Linked DNA regions of Gossypium hirsutum: all the other regions are linked to region 3. The links are chromatin contacts, called in public Hi-C maps. All regions are on one chromosome and are shown on one strand. The core of a region is the stretch at or near the end of the contact, and the rest is flanking DNA. Distances in the headings are between cores, read along the strand shown.

Region 1 (3,209 bases), core at 485-2,984, 280 kb after region 3:
AAGTAAAGCAATAAGACCAAAATATATAAATTATGAACACTTATCAAGTCTTCAATAATGCAAGATATACGCAGCAGGACCCTGTTGTGAATGTTTTGTGTGGGCTAGACATTATAAATCAATAGAAATGAAGGATTCAGAATTTTAGAAAGAAAAGAGATGCGACGAGGCTAACATCTACCAAGAGGGAGTGGGCTAAATTAAATACGGATGGTGCTGCAGGGAAAATGCGCAAGCAGCTTGGGGTGGCCTTTTACGAGATGCTAATGGTAATTGATTGGTTTTACTAGATGTGTTGGTGTTTCTTCTATCTTGCAAGCTGAATTGTGGGGTATTGTTCACGGGTTAAATGTGGCTTGGTCTTCTGGACTAAGAAAGGTCAAGGTTGATTATGATGATGTTGAACCCATTTTCGCAGTGACCAATTGTTTGGCTTTAGTGTGTCAAATTTATCAACTTCGTAAATAAGCATGGCAAGTGACTTTCAAGCATGTTTTTAGAGAAGCAAATATTGTGACTGATTTTATGGCGAAGGTTGAAACAAGATCCTTACAAGGGCTGATGGTTTTCAAAGATATCCTCCTCGAGGGATTGAAGCTTTATTATTGATCCTCGAGGGATTGAAGCTTTATTATTGAAGGACTATAATTTAGTATATTTTCTCTTTAACCCAAGGAAAAACATCTATACTGGGTCAAGCACATACACTTGAGGTACCTCATCAACTTGACTCCAAACCCCAATAATACACTTTAACCATTGTGACAGATTTGTATTCCGGGTATTAAACCGGCAATTAAAATATGTTAAAATACATTATTTTCAGCAGTTAAATTTTTAATTTAATCATTCATTTATTTTTAGATTTCTTTTAAAATTGAATTTAAAAAAAATATTATAAAACTATTGAAAATATAAACACCCTTACAATAAAATTTATTATTTTTGAATCTCTTTTTAACTAAGTTGGTGTTTAATTTACTAATTTATGGTAAGGCACATATTCTTCCCCCCATCACCCGCACTGATTCGGTTGGGTGAGGCTTGAAAATCTATTTTGTTTAAGAAAGGGTTGGCTTAAAGTTGCCGAGATCAAACTTTGGGCTTGAATAGATTCTGTATGAACCAAGGGTGACCCAATATAAAATATTTGTAGTGGTTTTCCACATTAGCCCAATGCCCAATGTTCCCTGCTCATTTTTACATAATTCTTGGTTGCAAGAAAGAAAGAAATAGGTGTATAATCTTGTATCAACATAAATGGCTAAGTCAAGAAATTGGACTGCAGCTTTAGGATCCCCTACAGTTTTACACTTTTTATGATATTAAGTAGAAGGTACAAGATTTTTTACTTAGCAGTTCTGCAGATTTCGTTTTGTCTGAAAGAAGGTGCAGTATGATCTGGAGGAATCAAAGATGAATCATTCTTTCTCCATTGGGTTTCTAAATTAAGCATTTGGGTGGGACAACACTCAAGCACTGACAGTTCTAAAAGACTGAACCCTTGTTATGACGAAAACAATCATCAAGCAAGATCTGTTTGCAGCAAGTCTCCCACCGAGCTTTTGTTAAATGGTGGGTTTCTAGATTTTTTTTTTTTGTTTTTGAACAAGGTGGGTTTCTAGATTTATGTCAGGATACAAGGGATGGTCGAACTTTTATCCCTTTTCATCATTGAAAATTAGCTTCAAAGATGGTTTATAGTAGTTAGGAGGGAAAAGCCAACTTTCACATGCGGCATGCCACCCCTCGCTGTATGTATGGTCCAGTTACCAGTGATTTTATGAACAAGCAATGGCTAAACGCTAGAAGATAAAAATAAAAATAAAAATAAAAATAAAAAAGGTAAAAGTAAAAGGGTCGATAGAAAATTTGGTTCTCCAACTGGACCACTTTTAACTTTTTAATAATATTGAAAGGAAAACAATTAATGATATGATGATTATCTTTTACTTCTGTCACCCACAATAGGCCAGGCCAATCTTTAGTGGCTTGATGACATGTTATTTTCAACCCAAAAAACTTAACACATCACTACTTTTAAACGTCTGCAATTCCTTATCAGTATATATACTACAAAAAAAATTTGCGTTTCATTTACTTTAACTTTAATTTTATATATTGAAAATTGATATAAATGTTCTGGCATGATAACTTGATATTAATCAATCAAGCCGCTAGCATTTATATAATGGTGTTAGTCCTTGGAGAGTATTTTGATTGATGAAATACAATTTTAAATAGCCGACGGTTAATATATTAACCCAAAGTTAAATCTCAAATGGCAACAACCAATGGATCATATTTTATTAGAATGAGATATTTTTTAGTCTTTTTCCTAGACAACAAGTTTAATTTTGAACAGAAATAGTGCAGGACCCAACATGGTTTTTGCATCAGACACGTGAAGGATAGGAAAAGAGTTCCGTCGAACAGAATGGAAATGGCAAGGGCAATGGCACGCAACATGGGGGGTTCAAATCAAGGGCCCCTCCAACTGATGGGGAAGTAGCTAACAGCATTGGAAAAGTTTGGTAAGATGAACTCAAAGCAATGGTATCAAGTTATAACTTTAATGTACTACCATGAGTTGGATTGTAATAGCACTAGATTAGGGAGCATATGTTTGGCTACTTAATATCATGTTCAATATGCATTAATTAACCACTTATAGGAAAACATTTCCATCAACCAGATTGGCATCGTATTTGCTGGCACCCGACATGGGTTCAAATCATGGGCCCTTTCCATCTGTATGGGAAGTAGCTAGCTAGCAGCAATATTGAAAATGTTTTGCTAAGATGAAATCTAGCCAAGCCAGCATAGGATCTCAGGTTATGTTTAGATGTCAAGTTAAACTATAACCTTGTCATTACTAGGTTGTAATCCTAACAAGGGAGCTACTAGTAGGAACTTTTAGGTACCTTCATCATGTGGGAACTTTTTTATGGAGTCTTGGTCAAGCTGTACACGAAAAACATACCAACCATTCACGAGAAAAATTTGGACTTAGGGCTTCAAGAATTCATCAAGGCCCCAATGAAACATCTTTTTCTCTATCTAGAAAACTACAAGGGTCCTAAAAAGATAGTCTCGAAAATCATGAATTAAAGGCAAAGAGAAAGGTGTTTGCTTAATCTTTTGCAAAGGTCAAAAAGATCCAATTCCCCAAAAGAGTGTTCTTTAAGGGGCACCGTTTTCATACTACT
Region 2 (3,587 bases), core at 822-3,321, 270 kb after region 3:
CTTCAAGCCTGCTGGACATGTGTTTCTCCCTTGGTCGCCTATAAAGCATGCGGTCTCCCTTCTGTGAGCTCCTTGAACGCGTGTGAACTGAAATCATGGCCTTCTCTTGGTTCGTGCCAGCTAGATCCGCGAGCTGGGTCCATGAACTCCCTTTGTTGTCCTTTCACGGTTCGCCTCACACTCAACCATCTGGTGGGACCTATCCAGGTCATGGTAGGTAACCCAGATCCTATCTAGGACTCGGGTTGCTGATCATCAATGTATAACACTATGAAACAACTTTGGACGTCAAAATTTGTGAACCAAAATTCAAATAACTTTTTTCTCTGATATTCGATACTAACTATCAAATTGACTTGGATTTAAGGTATGTTCTTCTACTCTTCAATGGGTACTGATTCACCATACCGATTGTCAAATCTTCGTTAGAAGGTCACTAGTAAAACTCTTTAAAAAAAAAAGAAATTAACAATTCAATGACTTAAATAAAAACTTTTGAATAATTTAAAAACTAAATTGTAATCTTTTTTAGTTAAATGATCAAAATGAAAACTTACCTGTCATTTAGTGATTAATAGTATAATTTACCTTGTATAAATTCATGAAATTATTCAACCATATTTCCTTCGAAAGAAAAGAAAGGCATGAAATATTGAGAAACCAAGGTAATAAAAATGTTGGTCTTGGTTTTGGTGAAGTGTCGTGAATCGAGGCCCAACTAAGTAGAGTGACTAGTCGGGTTTCAATTACCTAACGGAGGGTTCCCATCGACGGGTGCCTTTTAAACAGCGACTTTGAAACATTTATCCAATTTCCTCGTCACCATAAACAATGGAAGGAAAACCAAAGCCCATCCCATGCTTATTAAATTTAACCTATTTCTCCCTTTCATGTCTGGCCAATGTTATGCTAATGTGTCTCCTTCATGACTCAGCGTATTAATTAGGAAAAATTAGACTGGCCCAACTCAACTTTAGTGCATAAATGTATGAGTAATTTTAATGTGTGGGAATAGCAGTTTGAACAAGAAAGTTGTCGAATGTTGGTACCAATGGTTAAAGTTCAAATTTAGGTAATTTTATCGCGCTTTCTTTTCTTTTTTTAATTAGTAATGATAAAAAATAACTATAAGACAATTAACACTTTTTAAATATGATAATTATAGGAACAAACAACAATCTTTTTCTTGAGAAACTTTGAAATATATAATTCAATGACGAGTTTTCACATTTAGTTTTGAGGATCAATCACAATATCTAAAAAATAATAATTTCATGAAACATGTTCTTGCTATAACATTTTCAATTAAATTCTCTAAATTTTTTTTAATTTCAGTTATTATAACTTGATATGATGATTAATTCATTCCAAGTGTTTAAAAATAAAGATTGATTAGTAGCATTTTGTTATTTTTAATCCATAACACATAATTTAAGTTATAAATAAAAAGTATGGAATTTATTTTGAGGGAGCCCATTCAATTTATTTTAACGTATGTAAATATACTCTATAAATTAATAAAAATATTAAGGGCTTACTTAGGAATTTAGCAAAAAACTTGGGAAGTCAACACTTTTTAACAATTATCTAAAAGCTGAGGTAAGTTATCGTACATATATAACCCACTGTTAAAGAAATGGTGAAATAATGTATTTTTATGAATTTTAAAGTTTTAGTCGTCATTAAACTATTAAATTAATAAATTCATTAAGTTGAATTTTATTAATTTTAAAATATGACGTGATAAATATATTATTACATAATATTATTATATTAATTTATTATTTTTACACAAAAAAATTAAATTTAAAAATTATTGTTTAAGTCAAAAATAAAAATTTAAATTTTAAAAAATACATGAACTAAATCTACACAATTTAACTAAATATTATAATTGAAGAAGTGTGGTGTTGCAGGATGCAAGTAAAAGGCAAAGTGTTGGGGATTAGGTGAGGAAAATAATGGTGGTTGAATAGTCTCCTGTTTGATTGAGACACGTGGGTGGCAATGTATTTATTTAATTTTATAAATATGCCGTGAAATCTCGACAGAAATCCTCCAAAAATGTAGCCTGGATTACAGGTCATATAATTATGTTGGAGTAAATAAGTAGAGCCTTAATGTTGGTAAACACTTACAATACGGCCAGGGAGAGCAGTTGCTTCAATTACGCTGTCCTCGTTTGTTGTTTTCCTTTTGGGTTTAACTAAAAGCCTTTATAATATTGGTTATGAAAGAAAGAGAGCCTCTTTTTTTTTCTTACTTAAATCTCAGTTTCAATCTAAGACGAAAAGTAATGAGTGAAGTTAGCGTGTTTTGATCCACAACCTTGGCGGTGTTGATTCGTCAGATGACATGCGGGGGTGTTTTAGTAATCATTCTTTACTACTGTATTCCAAGAACTCGCAGAGAAAAAAGTAAGAAAGAAAGAATTCCCTCCCATTTTGGGGAAATAAAGGAAAACACTTTGATTCAGTCAGTGTCTCTAATTCCAAATTACTCCTCAAACATTTCTTCTTCTTCTTTTAAAAAATAAATAAATAAATAAATAATAGAATTTGCTTCCACAGCCTATCCTACTTCTCCTTTCTCTTTGCTTCACTCTCTGGGTTTTTCTTTTTCCTTCCATATCTCACTCAAAATTCTATCTCATCAGATCTCTTGTCATAATCAGATCAGGAGGGAAGGATGCTGGAACCGTCCGATGTGTAGACTTTTGACTTTGTTGTGATCGGTAGGGACTTTAGATGGGGCAATGTTACGGTAAAGTTAGTCAAACGCAAGTAAATGAAACGACGTCAAATGCTACCACAACAGTCACAGAGGTGATTCCAGCCGATCCTGGGGGGCAAACGCCACTGCAATCCAGTAACGGCGCTGTTAATTATTTTCAATCAGTTAAGAATACTCCAGCTAGGTCATCCAGCCAGAGTCCATGGCCCAGCCCTTACCCCCACGGGGTGACTGCCAGTCCGCTTCCACCGGGTGTATCCCCTTCTCCGGCCAGGGCTTCAAGGGGTTCCACGCCTAGGAGATTCTTCCGGCGCCCGTTCCCGCCGCCTTCGCCGGCCAAACACATAAAAGCGTCGCTGTTGAAGCGTCTTGGCGGGAAGCCAAAGGAAGGACCGATCCCTGAGGATCCTGGAACTGAGCCGGAGCAAGTGTTGGATAAGAGCTTTGGTTATGGCAAGAATTTTGGAGCTAAGTATGAACTTGGAAAAGAAATAGGACGAGGGCATTTTGGTCACACTTGCTCTGCTAGAGGTAAAAAGGGTGACCTTAAGGATCAACCCCTTGCTGTTAAGATCATCTCAAAAGCTAAGGTATTCTCTTCACTCCATTTCTATGATATTCTTACCCTGTTCATGCTAATTGCTAAATAATTTTTTTAACTTTTGAGATATTTAGATTATTTTCTTAATGTTGGAGCTTCTTTCTGGAGGTATTGTTCTTAAAATTGGATTTCATTAAAATAGTCTTAAGAGAAGGACCTTTAGTTATTGATCGATGGCATAGCTGTTTATTATGCATTCCAAACACCTCATAGATGTTTGTTTTCCTCGATTCAACTAAACTCGGCCGATTAT
Region 3 (3,199 bases), core at 28-2,527:
CCTAAGTTTCAATACATAAAAGTATTCGGATAAGCTTAAGAGGTATGTTAAGTAAGAAATGTTATCTTTAAATTGTGTGCTATGTTATAATTTGTATGAAATATGTAGTATGTATGCCATATGATTTATGATATATGTAAGTATGCTATATGATTATGATTTATTTGTGTTCCAGGGTGGGTTATGATATGATGGAGGAAGTGCTATATGGCAACTAGACCGCAAATTTTGTATGGCAGCTCAATTGCAAATATCTTAGTGGCACATCGCTACAAATTGGTGTGATTGGATGGATAGACTCTTGTAGTCCTATATGGTGTGATTGGCTGGACGGAGATAGTGTATAGCGGATGGGGTAGGACATGATATGGTAGGATAAAATATGCTATGTTATGATTCGATAGAACATGATATGCTAAGATTCAATATGATATGATACGTTAAGATATGATTTGTATAAAATATTATATAATATGAAACTATATCAGACATTTTGATACATATGTATGTTTGTACTAAAATTATGAGCCAAATCACACATTGCGCTTTAAGCTCATGCCTTTGTTGCTTTGTTTCAGGTGATCCTCTGACTTAGGATAGGATGGTGACTCTAGAACTCGGGTTTCACATTCTATTTTGGTTTAGTACTATGGATTTCACTGGTTGTTGTTGTTATTATGGACATTTTGGACTTTTTCTTGGGTTTAATTTATTTTTAGATATTTTATGATTTGTTGAGATCTTTAGAACCTTTCTGGTTTTTATTATGCAAAAGTCTTTTCCTTTTTAATAACGCTTAACTTGAGATAACTAAAAGAAAAAGAGAATCACGATTTTTCAAATGATACGCAGTACTGTTTTCTGCTGTAAGTCTAATTGAAGTTTTCAAAGTGATTTATCTTGCAAATGTACCAATGAATTGTTTTGATTTTAGTAAAATGATATAAGTTGTGCCTTTAGAAAATTGCTATGCTTTCAAAAAGCTATTCTAATTACTTTTCTTCCTGCTAAAATGGGTTTTCAATAAAATTAAATTTTTAATTGAAAATTATTGAATATAAATATTAGAGATAAAAAATTAATAAAAAATAACTAATGAAGGGTAAAGTTATCATTTTATTTAAAATTTATTTAATAAGTAAACCATAAACAAGTAAGTATTTTTAATCAAGCATAAGGTGGTTTGAATACTTTTTCGTATATAGTATAATATGAGATAATAAAGGTTGAGATCCAAAAGATTATACAGCCCAAATGGCCCAAGACATTAACAAACGATGGATAGCTACAAACTGGAGACTAATTATACCCTTCAACCTTTCAACTGTATCATCGAAGGGATATTGAAGTTTACTCATCGATGCATTCTTAGTTCATCCTTGTTTGCAGGTCCAATCTACGCTCGTGATTCAACATCCAGCTCTCAGAATCTTTCACCATCTCTAGAAGATACAAACATCACTCACATTTTCCATGAAGCTTTTGTTTGGTGATGGCAATCAAATTGGCTACGCGTACAGTACACCTCAATTGCAAATAGTTTCAGGGTGCGACGAAGTTTTGGTTCTGGCCTTAAATAGACAAGGGGGAAAGCCCATTTTATCATTATTTCACTTCAATCGTCTCAAGTGGGCTCTTCTAATACCATCCCATTAACATATAGTAGGTCCAGTTAATTAGTATTCATAGATTTCGGTTAAAAATTAGGGTATTATACTTAATATTAAGTATTAGTAAGTTTATATTTTATAATTCATTTTAAAAGTTTACAAAATGTCATTAATTATTCAAAAGTTAAAGTCACTAAATTGTTAAAATTATTGTTGTAAAGCCTTTTCTGTTCGCAACACCTACACTAATAAAAAATTCAGCTTTTCTTTTATGAAACAACTTTGATTATAAAAAATTATAAATCAAAATCTAAATAATTTTTTTCTTCAATCTCCGACACTAATCATTAGATCAACTTAGATCTAAAATATGTTTTTCTACTAATCGATAGGTACTAATCCACCATACTAATTATCGAATCATCGCTTGGAGCTCACTAGTGGAGCTTACAAAAACTTAATAACTCAATTACTTAAATAAAAACTTTTGAACAATTCTTTGACTATTTTGTAACTTTTTAAAATTAAGTGACTAAAATATAAACTTACTGATAATTTAGTGATATTGGGTATAATTTACCTTAAAAATTATTTAACTTAATTTGTTATTTTTATTACATTAAATAAATAATTCATCAATTATATTACATTTTATAAATATTATCTTAACTAAAAATTGATTAACATTTTCCACTAAGGTATATATACTCTTAACTTGAAACTAAATCTGGAAACTTGTTATTTGAAGTCTTAAATATGAAAATAGAATACCAAATGTTACATTTAAAAAAGAGGATGACTAATTTAATTTGGATGTCGGCCTAGCATTTCAACAAGTCTAAGTAATATATAGCTGCCTAAAAACTTCCTAGCCAGCCTAATCATTATGCAGGTGAAAAATAAATAAAATTAAACAATGCATTTAAAAAATAATAAAAATTATTGATAAAATAATAAAAATGTAAATAATTTTGTTAATTAACTTTTGGTTGTATTGATAAAATTGATGTTTTAGAATGTTGTGTACCCTAGTTCAAATCCTTAGGATGAATTTTTATTTTATTTTTAAAATAAAATAAATTATTTATATAATTCTTATTTATGATTTTTGTTTTAAAATTTTGATAATTCATAATTTTTTAACTGAATTGATGCTCAGTTAACTTATGATACTAACTTAATAAGGAACTTAAATAATAGTATAGTTTAACTATATAGCAACATTTCTAGATTAAGTATGCTTCAAAACATTGCATATTTAATGGTTTAACTTCTGAATGCCTGAATCTACATTTGTCAAACTTTTTAAAGGTCTATGATTAAAAACTCTAGGACATTTGATGATGGGTGTTGAGTTCACCAAAAATAAAAAGTCTAACACCTAAAATGGAATTTTAAATTGTTGTTATGAAAGTAGGGTCGATTCCACATAGATTGGTCTATCTAATTTAAAAGTTTCTTAGGTCCATATACGAACTTAAGTAGGCATTCCACTCGTGGAAACCTTTTCTCAAGTAACAAGCATAAAGTTCACAAATTATTTAGGTTCATATATGGACTTAAGCAGGCGTCCCACTCCTGAAATCAAA

What was found. Hi-C and Micro-C count contacts between places; a contact is called where the count stands out from the background.
Region 1: a Hi-C map of leaf shows a contact between it and region 3, with 4 times the contacts expected there. The contact joins two enhancer-like sites. A contact is called at or near these places in 2 of 34 Hi-C or Micro-C datasets (both in leaf).
Region 2: a contact with region 3 is called in a Hi-C map of leaf, with 3 times the contacts expected there. The contact joins the promoter of LOC107952982 here to the enhancer-like site in region 3. A contact is called at or near these places in 7 of 34 Hi-C or Micro-C datasets (anther, callus, hypocotyl and 1 more).

The regions. Positions count from the first base shown.
Region 1 is chrA07:29,783,082-29,786,290 of Gossypium_hirsutum_v2.1, forward strand. No RefSeq gene overlaps it. Among protein-coding and RNA genes, the nearest start is that of LOC107952981, 4.3 kb to the right of the region's middle. Within about 2 kb of position 1,735, at least 7 of the 9 cell types and tissues checked have an H3K27ac peak or open chromatin away from gene starts, as enhancers often do. A contact at or near this core is called in leaf, where this site is marked.
Region 2 is chrA07:29,764,022-29,767,608 of Gossypium_hirsutum_v2.1, forward strand. It overlaps LOC107952982 (CDPK-related kinase 3), which reads left to right and starts at 2,072. Exons shown (of 12, transcript XM_016888199.2): 1 at 2,072-2,475; 2 at 2,657-3,323. The coding sequence starts at 2,748.
Region 3 is chrA07:29,499,739-29,502,937 of Gossypium_hirsutum_v2.1, forward strand. No RefSeq gene overlaps it. Among protein-coding and RNA genes, the nearest start is that of LOC121204338, 19 kb to the right of the region's middle. Within about 2 kb of position 1,278, at least 3 of the 9 cell types and tissues checked have an H3K27ac peak or open chromatin away from gene starts, as enhancers often do. A contact at or near this core is called in hypocotyl and leaf, where this site is marked.